Regions from separate parts of the Sus scrofa genome. Here region 1 is linked to region 2. Evidence: chromatin contacts called from public HiChIP or PLAC-seq data. All regions are on one chromosome and are shown on one strand. Each heading gives the region's core, a stretch centred on a gene start, on an enhancer-like site or on the middle of the called end of the contact. The rest is flanking DNA. Distances are from core to core; before and after follow the strand shown. Region 1 overlaps ABHD2 (monoacylglycerol lipase ABHD2). Region 2 holds the start of ABHD2 (monoacylglycerol lipase ABHD2).

Region 1 (6,514 bases), core at 2,749-5,248, 66 kb after region 2:
AGAGGTAGAGATGGAGGGGAAGGAAACAGCCTAGAGTCCAAAGGGTGGGATGTTTAGTGTCATTAGTCACTAGGGAAATGCAAATCAAACCGCAGTGAGAGGCCACCTCGTACCTACTATGAGAAGGTTTCTGGTAGAAAAGAGCAAGTGTTGGCAAGGATGTGGCGACCCTGGCCCTCCATACGTTGCTGGTAGGAATGTAAAATGTTGCAGCTGATATGCGAAATGGTTCAGAGGTTCCTCAAAAAGTTAAGCATGGGAAGTTACCACTGTGGCACAGTGTCATTGGCAGCATCTTGGGAGCTCTGGGAAGCAGGTTTGATCCCCCGCCCGGCACAACGGGTTAAGGATCCGCATTGCCCTTAGGTCAAAACTCCAGATTGGATCTGATCCCTGACCCAGAAACCCCATACACCATGGGGCAGCTAGAAAAGAAAAAAAAAAAAGTTAAGGCTGAAATTACCAGATGATCCAGAAATACCACTCCTTGGTATATATCCCAAAGAATTAAAAACATGTATTCAGGAGTTCCCGTAGTAGCTTATCAGGTTAAGGACCTGATGTTGTCTCTCTGAGGATGCAAGTTTGACCCCTGGCCTTGCTCAGTGGGTTAAGGATCTGGAGTTGCTGCAAGCTGTGGCATAGGTCACATATATGGCTTGGATCCAGTGCTGCCGTGGGTGTAGCATAGACCTCAGCTGCAGCTCCCGTTCAACCCCTAGCCCTGGAACTTCCACATGCCGAAGTTGCGGCCATAAAAGAAAAAAACAAAATAAAAACATGTATTCAATCAAAAACAGGCACACAGGTGTTTATATCACCACTGCTGATGATAGCCACAAAGTGACAGCAATCAGTTGTCTATCAACAGAAGAATGGATAATCAAAATGTAGCCTATTCATGCAAAGAATAAACTACAGCCATAAAAAGAATGAAGTGCTTACAACATGAAGTAACCTTGAAAACGTAAGGCTAGGTGAAAAGTCACAAGACACAGGGCCACATATTGTATGATTCCATTTATGGGAAATATCCAGACTCTGTAAATCCACAACAGAGACAGAAAACAGATGAGTGGTTTTCAGGGGCTCGGGGGAGGGGGTGGGGAGTGATTGCTTAATGCATAGAGGGTTTCCTTTTGGAGTCATAAAATGCTCTGAAACTAGATAAAGATGGTTTCACAATGTCATGAATGTACTAAGTGCCACCGAGCTGTACATTTTAAAATGGTTAATTCCACCATATGTGAATTTTACCTCAAAAAGATAGTGGAGGCAAAGTGATAGATTGAGCAAAATGTGCTACTTTAAGACCAGCAAAGGTCCTTGACCAGGAGTCATAAAACTCTACTTTTCTAGGTATCTCATTTGAAGAAGACAACACAGATTCTTTGGAGGTTTTTTTGATAAAATGTGCTTTTAGAAAGAGAGGGGTGTGGAAAAAAAAATACTTCAGCAGATAGGTTGCCTGTTTCTGATCTACTACGTTGTGTTATATGAAGCTTTTTTGAAGATGTTTCAAAGTAGGTAACATTTGAGAAGGCTATGAAATACTAAATGCTGGGACCATGTTTGGGGAACAGACAGAAAGAAAGAGGAGACTTAGGAAGAACTAGAGGGAACACTGGTTTGATGAGGGCTGGAAGGTATCAGGGGCACTGAAAAAGCCTCTTGAACCAAAGCCTGGTTCCGCTAAAAACCTTGTAGGGATATTTGTCACTTTCCTACTGCCCAGCATCCACAGCATCCATTCTTCCTCTCCAAGGGCGCACAGATTCCCTTTTGGGGAAGTTCTTCTCTTCTATTGCATGCAGGTAGTCAATGAAGCTGCCCCGCCCACCCACTCTGAAATTGCCTGTTTCGAGGCACCTCACTCCTGGGACACTGACTTTCCTGGGTGGGGGTGGTCTTGCTGACTGTGTAAAGGACACATCCCTAGAGCAGCCCCCTGGTTTCCTTCTTGGATCCTGCCCTCTTCTGGTTCTCCAGCCTCTTGTCCATTTGGTGAGCACCCCAGCACCCCTCTAACATAATCCCTTCTGAAGTTATTGGGAGCTGGGCTGTGTTACTTTAACCAAAGCATCCTGTTCCCTGCTTGAGCATGAACAACATGGAGATTTCAACAGACTTGAAATGCTGACAGGTAGCTGCTGGTGGAATTTGGTGCCCTGGGAAGGACTGGCTGGGAGTCAGGGTGGGGGACTCCAGCTCAGACGCCATATCCTAAATACCTACCAAGTGCCAAGCCTTGGGTTGATTTGGTAGAAAGGTATGGGAGAGAATCAAAGGGAATAACAGCGAAGCCTGGGTTCCATAGCTAGAAAGTGGGTTGATCTACAAGCCAAGGACCCACCGAAAGAATTGGTCACCCACAGATTTAGGGCAAAGATGAGCACTAGTGAGCTTTTTTTCGGTTCTCTCAAACAGCGCGGCATCCCTCTGTCCTTGCTCATGTGAACCTCATCTGCCCAAAGGCAGTGTGTGTGTGTGTGTGTTTGGAGGGATGTGGGTTGGAGGGAGCTCCAGATTTCCCCTTGAGGGCTTTCCCTTTGGGCAATTCTGCTAGTAGGGCCAGATGTTGATTATAAATAGGTTCAAAAGATAAAGACAAGCTGGCCTCTATATTTTGTTGCGGTCTTCTAGTTTCTTTCTTAGTAACAGGATTCATTAACCACTGACCACAGCACGATGTTGGTCAAAACCATCTAGATAGATAAGTAAAGAAGTAGAAAACATCCCTTTTGCTTTCTGGGAGTTAGGAGTAAAACATGCCCAGATTCTGACATTAAGAATTTTTTAATGTAGAAATGCATACAACTTAGTGTAGTAAAACCTGAATATTGAAACATGAAGCACACTCTAAAGTTTCACTATGGGACGTAAGTACCTGAATAATGGAGAGATACACCATGTTTTTACATGAGCCACGTCAAAATTGTAAAGATGTCAATTCTTCCCAAAGCAGTATGTGTTAGATGTGTTTCCAATTTAAAAATCCCCAATTTTTCATAGAACAAGCTAATCCTATAGTTCATCTGGAAAATAAAAATGCCAAAATCTACCAAGAAAATTTTGAGAAAGAGTGAAGTAGGCCTACACTATCAACTCTCGAAATATTCCATAAAGCTGTATTAATTGAAGTGGTGTCATATTAGCACAAGAATAGACAAGAAAATTGATGATCCAGAATAGAAAATGTTGGAAATAAACCCAAATATTTAACTGAGAACTTATGTACTTAAAATGCCAGTTGTGGGAGTTCCCATTGTGGCTCAACTGGGTTCAGGACCCGACGTTGCCTCTCGTAGGTGGCAGGTTCCATCCCTGGCCTTGCTCAGTGGGTTGAGGATCCAGCACTGCTGCAAGATTGCAGATGTGACCCCGATCTGGCATTGCTGTGGCTGTGGTGTAGGTGGGCAACTACAGCTCTGATTCGACCTCTAGCCTGGAAACTTCCATATGCTGTAGCTGCAGGCAAAAAAAAAGAAGGAAAGGAAGGAAGGGAGGGAAAAATAAATAAAATGACAATTGAAATCAGTAGGGAAGGAATGGGCCTCTTATGATGTAAGGACGGTTCCTCCTATTCTAGTTCTTTTATTTCTTTTTTTTTTTTTTTTTCTTGGGCCGCTCCCATGGCATATGGAGGTTCCCAGGCTAGGGGTTGAATCGGAGCTGTAGCCACCGGCCTACGCCAGAGCCACAGCAACACGGGATCCGAGCCGCGTCTGCAACCTACACCACAGCTCACGGCAACGCCGGATCGTTAACCCACTGAGCAAGGGCAGGGACCGAACCCACAACCTCATGGTTCCTAGTCGGATTTGTTAACCACTGCGCCACGACGGGAACTCCCTAGTTCTTTTATTTCTTAATGTTTCTCTTGTGATCTGTGCATAAGTTACATAACAAACAAAAGCACATAGTAAAACTCCACCAGGGTAAATGTTACACAAAAACTCGATTACATAAGTCCTCTTGTTGTGTTACTGTGAAGTTAATTCAAACCAGTGTTTTATCAGTAAGTGGTATTATCCTAAACTTAGAGATTATGAAACTTCCCCTGTGCACAGCTGACCTCACAGCAAACTGAGGAAGTTCCAGGTGATTCTGAGGCAGTCGCTTATTCCCACGCAAGTACAGCTTGAGACTTTTCTCCCAGCCCCGTCCCAGAAGGGTCCTAGGTAACCTGGAAAGAGAACAGTAGCCCACAGCCATCATGCCACAGCCAACACCAATCATGCCACAGCCAAATCTGCATTATTATAGCACATGTGATTTTGTAAGCATATCTCTGTCTTTGCAGATATACTATGTGGGTCTGTAACTCTGTTTATCAGCGAGTCCTCCCTGCAAGCGTGGTATGTGTCTGTGCTCTGAGGATAGATGCAAAGGAGAATGAGCCTGGCTCCTGCAGGGAGCAGGGAGGAGGGAGCATGCTTTAAAAGAGTGTATTTTATTTTATTTTTTTGTCTTTGTTAGTTCTAAGACCCCACCCAAGGCATATGGAGGTTCCCAGTTGAATCAGAGCTGTAGCTGCCAGCCTGCACCACAGCCACAGCAACACAGGATCCTTAGCCCACTGAGCAAGGCCAGGGATCGAACTGCACCCTCATGGGTACTAGTCGGGTTCGTTAACCACTGAACCACGACGGGAAGTCCAAAAAGAGTATGTTTTAATCTAGCCCTGCAGATGCTAAGACTGAGCAGTGTGTAGGGTGCTTGGCCGAGGACACAGAGAGGGGGAGTTCCCCCAACAACCTGATCGGAAGTGATTCTTGAAAGACGAGTAATAGCTGGACAGGAGGAAAATTGGGTGTAAAAAGAGAGGAAGAGACAGCATTGCAGCAGAAGACACAGCTTGAGCAAAGGTACTCAGGATAAAAATAGCTCCAGGTAGGAGTTCCTGTCATGGAAACTCCCAGCACCTTTCTGTTTTTAATTTGTATTATAAACAACATTTTCTCTGAACTTTTCCTCCAGGAGCCATGGGAAGTTTGGTTTCTTGGCCCATTCTCCTCCCTTATGCACAATTTACTGTCCAACTTGTTAGTCCGAAACCCTTTATAAATTCTGTTATCTAAATCTCATATAGTATTCAGCTGTCCAATTGACATTGTTGTTATAAGCTTGCTTTTTGTTGCTGTCATGGTCCACTCATTCCTTATAAATGCCTTTGCCTGCTTTCCAAAGGCCAAGTTCTCTGTGCTGAGATTTGCACCTGTGGTATTATGCTGGCAAGTGGTTTCATGTCCTTAGGTCTTAAAATACTCTTCCTTCTCCTCCCTGCCCCCAAAGAGGAAACTTGTTGCTTGTCTGGGAACTGGCTTGCTTAAGGTGATAACTTCTCTTAAATTTGTGTAGACTTAATGAATTACCAAAAAACAAAAAGAAGAAGAAAGAAAGGAAAAAAAAAAAGAAAGAGAGAGAGAGAGTTCCCACAGTGGATCAGTGGGAAGGAATCTGACAAGTATCCATAAGGACACAGGTTCAATCCCTGGCCTTGCTTAGTGGGTTAAGGATCTGGCATTGCTGTGGCTGTGGTGTAGGTCACATATGCGGCTCGGATCCCATGTGCTGTGGCTGTGGGTGTTGGCTGGTGGCTACGCCTCCACACCTCCAATTTGACACTTAGCCTGGGAACCTCCATATGCCACGGGTGTGGCCCTGAGAAGACCAAAAAAAAAAAAAAAAGTAAATCTGGTTTAAGAAGTGCTTCCAGGATCATCTGGTCTAATAGAAATGATAGGCAAGAACTGGCAAAAAGATTATGTAAATTCTTAATAAAATGTTCATCACTGTGATATATACAGAGATGAAGGATTGATGCCATTAATATATAATTGTATGTCTCTAGCTTATATTTAACACAAATCTTAGTCAGCCATCAAGTGTGAGCTCAAAGATGGAAACAGAAACCAATAGCAGTTTCAGTAAAGGCGATCATCTTGCCCTGTGGTTATGAACTGTAATCATTTCTTAATTGTAACTTGGAGCACCTTGTTTTCCCAGTAATTAACTAGTTTTTGATTTTTGCCCTTGCTACTGAGGACCAGAGTCACTCTGTTTTCACCGAGGATGGTTGTTAGGGTGGCATCATGCCTTTATTATGCTAACAAGGCTTTATCCTTCATGCATCCAACAAATATTTACATTGCTCTGCCTTTCCAGCACATTCTCCAGAGCACACAGTGCCCCCCCCTCAACAAACACACACAAGGCACTCAACAGGCTCTCAGAAGGGTTTCCAACCTGCAAAGAGTTGCATAGAGGCAGCAGGTCTGGTTTATGGAGGAACCCCTGCGCTGTGGCTACCTCATTGGCGAAGGCGAAGAAATGAGCATTCGGTGCACGTGGGCGCCGTGCTAGCTATTTTATATACATTAGCTCATGCGATAATGAGGCTAAGAGAAGCGTGTGTTCAAAGGTATTATTTTCTTTCTATTGTACGTTATGGAAATAACCCATGTTGAATTAATTAACACCTTGCATTCGAAATCCTGTCTATATAAGCAGG
Region 2 (6,021 bases), core at 2,385-4,884:
CAGTAGCCTCTGGCCTACGCCACAGCCACAGCAACTGCGGGATCCGAGCCACATCTGTGACCTACACCACAGCTCACAGCAATGCCAGATCCTTAACCCACTGAGTGAGACCAGGGATCAAACCCAAAACCTCATGGCTCCTAGTCGGATTCGTTAACCACTGAGCCATGATGGGAACTCCAAGAAACATCCTTAAATGATCTATAACAGCTACAAACAAAACATTTAAGAGCTGAAATATATGGCAGGCACCATTTGATGCACTTAACATCTATAAACCATCTGCTCTTCCCAGCACCCCATGAGGAAAGCACAATTTACTGTCACCTAAATTTTATGGAAGTGGGGCACAGAGAGGCACGGTTTATGCCCAAGGTCACAAAGCTAGGAGAGGCAGAGTCAGGATTCAAGCCTCAGCAGCAGAGAAGCCAAAGCCCATTGCTGTCGATCATCCATTAAGGATAATGACAATGACAGAATAATGAAAATGACAAACTGAGTGAATCACTGATTTGCTAGAAGAAAATAAATAGAGCCCACGATCTGCTCTGACCTCTGCTGCCTGATGCCTCTCTGAGGACCCCAAGGAATTTCCCAGATCCTGCTGAGAAAACCCAGGTGATCTTAGAGCCAGTTCCTCTTCAGTAAAGTGATTAAACTTTAGTCATTTCAGAATGTGGGTGGGTGCATGCCCTCTTGCTGGTTCTCTTTTTTTTTTTAATTTTTTTGTCCCGTAGCATATGGAGGTTCCCAGGCTAGGGGTCCAATCAGAGCTATAGCTGCCAGCCTACACCGCAGCCACAACAACTTGGAATCTGAGCCACATCTGTGACCTACACCACAGCTCACAGCAACACCATCCGGATCCTTAACCCACTGAGCGAGGCCAGGGATCAAACCCACAACCTCATGGTTCCCAGTCAGATTTGTTTCCACTGTGCCATGACAGGAACTCTTTGCTGGTTCTCTTTTATAACAAGGCACTCTCATGCTCTCAGAAATGTACTTCATAGCCAAGTCCAAACCACTGGTTATCCCAGACCAAGCCTCACCAAATCTTCCATCCCGACAGGTGACTAAACTTGAAGGCAAAAATGAGTCCATTCTGTCTCCTAAATGGCCTCCCACAGAACCACTATATTGAATGAAATAACATAATTCAACAGAATACAGCAAGAGCCAAAGCAAAGAAGAGGAAACAGAAACCAGAGACCAATAAGAAAGTAGTTCTAGGAGTTCCTGTTGTGACGCAGCAGAAATGAAACCAACCAGTATCTGTGAGGGTGCAGGTTCGATCCCTGGCCCTGCTCAGTTGGTTAAGGATCTGATGTTGCCATGAGCTGTGGTGTAGGTCGCAGATGGAGCTCAAATCCTGCATTGCTGTGGCTGTGGTATAGGCTGGCAGTTGCAGCTCCAATTCGACCCCTAGCGTGGGAACCTCCATATGCCATGGATGAGGTCCTAAAAAAAAAAAAAAAGAAAGAAAAGAAAAAAGCAGTTCTATGTTGCAAAGAGTAACGGATCATTATTTAAACCAGCCAGAGCTGGGAAGGAGATATACATGGCCTTCCCCTCTTTCTTCTCTGTCTAGGCTCATTCTATGCCTCTTTTTGAGCCTTAGTGACACAACTGTGTTCTAGAATTCCTGAACCTGATGAGCATCCCTTCCTGGAACTCTTGGCTAAAGCTGTGTTCCTGACATGGATGGAAAATTCCATTTGCACAATGATAAGCCATCTGCACCCTACTCCCCAGAGCCACTTTTTGTGGCTCTGAATCCAGCTGGAGAAATCTTTTTGGATCTCGGGAGCCACATCAGGTTTTTCAGGGCCTAACAAGACATCTCAGTCTCCTTTAGCAAACATGAGCAGGAGCAAACCTGTTTCCCTAGCAGGAGTGCAGACATAGAGATGGCCACCGAGCAGTACTATTCAAAGACACAAGAACTGGAAAACCATGGAGCAGAACCAAGTGTGTGGGGGTATGCGAGCACGCGCGCGCGCGCACACACACACACACACACACACACACACACACACACACACACAAAGTGGCAACAGATCCAAAGCTCTTTTCTGGAAGCCCCAATTTTTTTTAACACAAAGAGTCAGAACGACAGGAGTCCCTCACTATAACCCTCTGTTCAGGTTTTTCTTTCCCCAAACGGAAGAGAATATAGAGGAATAAATAAATGCTGAAATAAAACTTTTTGTTTTAAGTAACGTGACAACTGAATGAAAAACAAAGCAGAGGATTCTTTCTCCTTCTTCCCTCGAGAGCACCATGGTATGGGTTCTCTCAAAGGTAGGCCCAAAGGAGCTGGGAAATAGCCTTGAGAGGCTATTTCCATTCATATTCTAGGACTTCCATAGCTTCGGAATGGGGAATGGGCTTCAGGAGTTCCTGACAGATTTTATGCAGTGGTTTCTGGTGCAGTGCTGATCAGCCTTCCAAAGGATATGTGGTCTCACTCCACGAAACTTGAGCCACTGGACACATGGTTGGGTGAACAGGAAAAAGGAAGCTCCATTTTTCAAAATCCTGAAATATGTTGAAAAAATTAACATGAATGCAAATACCACTTTCCTTCTCTGGCTAAAATCACAACTCCCATCTCATTCCTTGCTCTCTCTCTTCCAGCCCTACTGTGCCTTGGCAGGGTAGCCCTCTCTGCCCTTAAGCATTTGCTTTTCAAGCTAGTCAAGTGTTCTCTTCTTGGTAAAAGCACATGCCATTGCAAAAGCAGTTTCAGACTCATAGAATTTTAGAATTGGACTTAGTTCCACAAACCAATGGGTAAGTGGATGGGGAACCAGTCTTGATTGAACGCCTACTGAGTGCCAGGCACTGTTAGTGTTTACCAGAATTATTTAAACTTCTCATTAACTACTGTTGTTACTCCCAGTTGCCAAATGAAAAATAATCAGGATGCATGCAGAAAAATTAAATGACTTGCTCAGGGCCATGCAACCTGTACACACCAAGAGGGATTCCAACTCTAAGATCTGCTTCCGAAGGCTACGTTCTTCCAGGCTGCTTTCAACTGAGCAAGGGTCATCTTAAGAGCTGAAAGGACAGTGGGACAATGACTGAGGTCCACCCTGCCTGCCACGTCCCCATCATCCTTCCCTAGCTGGCAGAGGCCAGAGGCTGCTGCCTTCACATCCTTTCTTCTCCTTATGGCTTGGTGACTCACTAACTTCCCTCCTCTCTCCTGGGACACGAGCCCCAAATCTTGCCACCAGTGTCCTGAACTACAGGTGAGTCCAGCAGTCGACCTGGAGCCTTCAAGCCCGGCAGCTGAGCTACCAGCCAGCCTCCCTCCTCCCAGCCCCAGAAGACGTCTGACCTTACCCAGCCCCCCAAACCAGCTGCGGTCACAAATGCCTCCCTCTCGGTACCCCGCCTCCATCAACATCAACCACTACCCAGCTTTCCGCGCTCTTATCTTTGCCCTGCCCACTCCAGGCTGGCTTTATCCTATAGCGTCTTGACCCACTGGCTAAAGACGTCAAGAATAACCAATTGTCGTGGAGCTCTCGGCTGAGGGCTCCGCCTCCACTCTGAGGAGTAGGTCCCCTGACCAATGGGCTACCCTCTGGATGTAAAAAGCCCTCGGGGCTCATAGAGCAGAAGCCGGGCGGCCCAATGAACGGGCTAGTTTCCGTGGTTAGGGGCGTGGTAGAAGCGGTCGTCAGGGGCGGGGCGGCAGTTGCTTGGGCGGGGCCGGTAGCGGCGGGAGCTGCACTGGCCAGGGGTTCCGGCTGCATTTCCATGAGCGCCGGCGGCAGCGGCGGAGCTGCGGAGACTGGACTGAGGGCGAGCTGGGCCGCTGTAGTCAACCGCGCTCAGGTAAAGCCACGGTCGAGCTAGCTCCGCTAAGCCGCGATCGAGCCCCGGATCAGTTGGGCTAAACCCCTGAGCCCCGCGGTCCTGTCGTGGCTCGGCCCATCGCGCCGTTGCCTGCGGCTCGGGATCCTCGGGGGCCTGTCACCTGGCGCCTCGGGGGTCCCCAGGGCCGTCGGGGAGGGAAGCAGCCTGGATCACATTGGGTGGGGTACGCCTTCCTGAAAGCTCTTTGTCCCCTCTCGCCTCGGGCACAGAGGCTGGGGACATTCCCGACTGCGGCCTCCCTGCCAGCCATTCCTGCATCCGTGCGCACCCTTGGGACCTCTGGGGTCTGAGGCAGGGGTCTTGGTGAAGGAGATATGGGACCCGCGCCTATAGGGAGAGGGCCGGGGGCCTAATTACAAACCCGGAATACCGGAGGGCCCTCTGTGTTTCTGGGCTCAAGAGGCGCACCCAGGACTGATAGGTTCAAGTTGGGAGGTAGCTTTTGACCCACTTGGAGGCGCACTTAGGGAGCTCGGCCCTGCGCCCGGCACCTTTCTAGGCTCTTCGTGATCTTTCCCCACAGTGAGAGCTGTCCAGCAGCAGGCCCTGCTAGGCGAGGCAGTCACCATCTCGACCTTGGAAGTGACCAGGCAGAGGCCAAGTGACAGCCACCTGTCAGGGATGCTTAGAAAGGACTCGAAAGGGAAGACTGCATGACCCACCTGTAAGGCCCTTCTCCACTCACAGAGGCACTCTGGGTGACCTTTAATGCCTACCTTGAGAAGAGTACTGCTGGGGGTCCATTAGTTTGAAAGTGGATGTTGTGTGGTCTCAACTCTCAAGAGTCTGTGCTAGCAAAGAGAATGGACCCTGCCAAGTAGCTTATTTAGCCATCATGAAACTCCTTAATTTGAACTACGTGGGCTGCCTCTAATCATCTTCCTAATTCCTCTCTCTTGGTTGCTCCACCTCCAGTGTGTTAGTTTGACTTGCATTCCAGTAACCAGATCCAAAGGCAGGCTCCAAGATCAGACTCAGGAGAGTTGCCGGGGTGGGGGTGGGAGACTGTAGGTTTGGCAGAGTTAATGTGATCTGGCCCCGAGCTTTTTAGAGTCCAAAAGAGAAGCCATCCAGTAGCCCCCTTTCACTGCCCCCTGTCATTTGCCTGAATAGAGTAGAATAATAATCTTCTGAAGGTCAGGAGGCAGAAGCAGAACCTTAGCACAACATTTTATCTGTTTTAGGATGAATTAACCTTTGAGTAACCAGTTAGAAAGCAAGCCAGTCCAAATCCTGATCGCCAACATGGACTGGTGGCATTTTCGAGCTGAAGCTACCTTAGATAGAACTCACCTAATCTGTCTTTAATGCACCGGTGAGGAGACGAAGGCCTGGGGAGGTCACAGGACTGACTGGTCATCACAGAGCTATGACTAAGGCATCTGTTGATCCTGGATCTGGCCAGTGCATGACTTGTTATTTCTACTCCTAGCCTACTTACCTTACTCTAGATGTTCAAGTTGTAAGGGAGTCCAACGAGGCTAAGAGCTCAGATTTGGGTGCAAGAGTGCCTGGATTTGAATCTTAGCACTGCTTCTTACTAGCTGTAACCTTGGGCAAATTACCTAACCTGTCCGTGCCTCTGTTTGCTCACCTTTAAAACAGGAATAATAATAGTACTTAGATTAGAAAGAAGGTGGTTTTGAGAATTACTTTATCTGAAGCATTTAGAATGGTGCCTGGCACCCAATAACCACCATAGATTTATTAAATACGATCTTCTGTTGCCTTTTCATACAGCTTTTCTTCATACCTACCACCAACTATTTTCTAGCAGGAGCTAATTTTTTTTCCTACCTCCTTTCCCCCAATTCATTAAACATATTCCAGATTTCATGGCAGCGTAGATATCTGCAGAGTTTTCCAACTCACATTGCATTTTATGTCTTATTTTTCTGTCTTTTATTGAATCAGGTTATTCATTTTCTGTTAGCCTTCTCTTTGTAATTACACTCTTTTTAGACTCCAAATCTCATTCTCTTAAAAAGGTGGGGGGGGGACTGTCCCTCAAAGTGATAAACAAAGTCGCTGATGATACCATTCTCTAGGGCATCCTTCCAAATATCTCTTCCCTCTGTTTGGCCCTCCTTCCCAGTTGTCAGTGTGATGCAGCTTGATTATAAATGG

What was found. HiChIP or PLAC-seq counts read pairs in DNA pulled down with a chosen protein or histone mark.
Region 1: a contact with region 2 is called in an H3K27ac HiChIP or PLAC-seq map of alveolar macrophages. The contact joins the enhancer-like site here to the promoter of ABHD2 in region 2. A contact is called at or near these places in 4 of 47 Hi-C or Micro-C datasets (alveolar macrophages, embryonic fibroblasts, fetal liver and 1 more) and 2 of 2 datasets of contacts at active chromatin or transcription factors (alveolar macrophages and skeletal muscle).

The regions. Positions count from the first base shown.
Region 1 is chr7:54,717,778-54,724,291 of Sscrofa11.1, forward strand. The region is part of intron 3 of ABHD2 (monoacylglycerol lipase ABHD2); the gene reads left to right. Among named protein-coding and RNA genes, the nearest start is that of ABHD2, 65 kb to the left of the region's middle. Within about 2 kb of position 3,999, at least 5 of the 83 cell types and tissues checked have an H3K27ac peak or open chromatin away from gene starts, as enhancers often do. A contact at or near this core is called in alveolar macrophages and fetal liver, where this site is marked.
Region 2 is chr7:54,652,060-54,658,080 of Sscrofa11.1, forward strand. ABHD2 (monoacylglycerol lipase ABHD2) reads left to right here and starts at 3,635. Exons shown (of 11, transcript XM_001925989.7): 1 at 3,635-3,852. It also overlaps LOC102161272.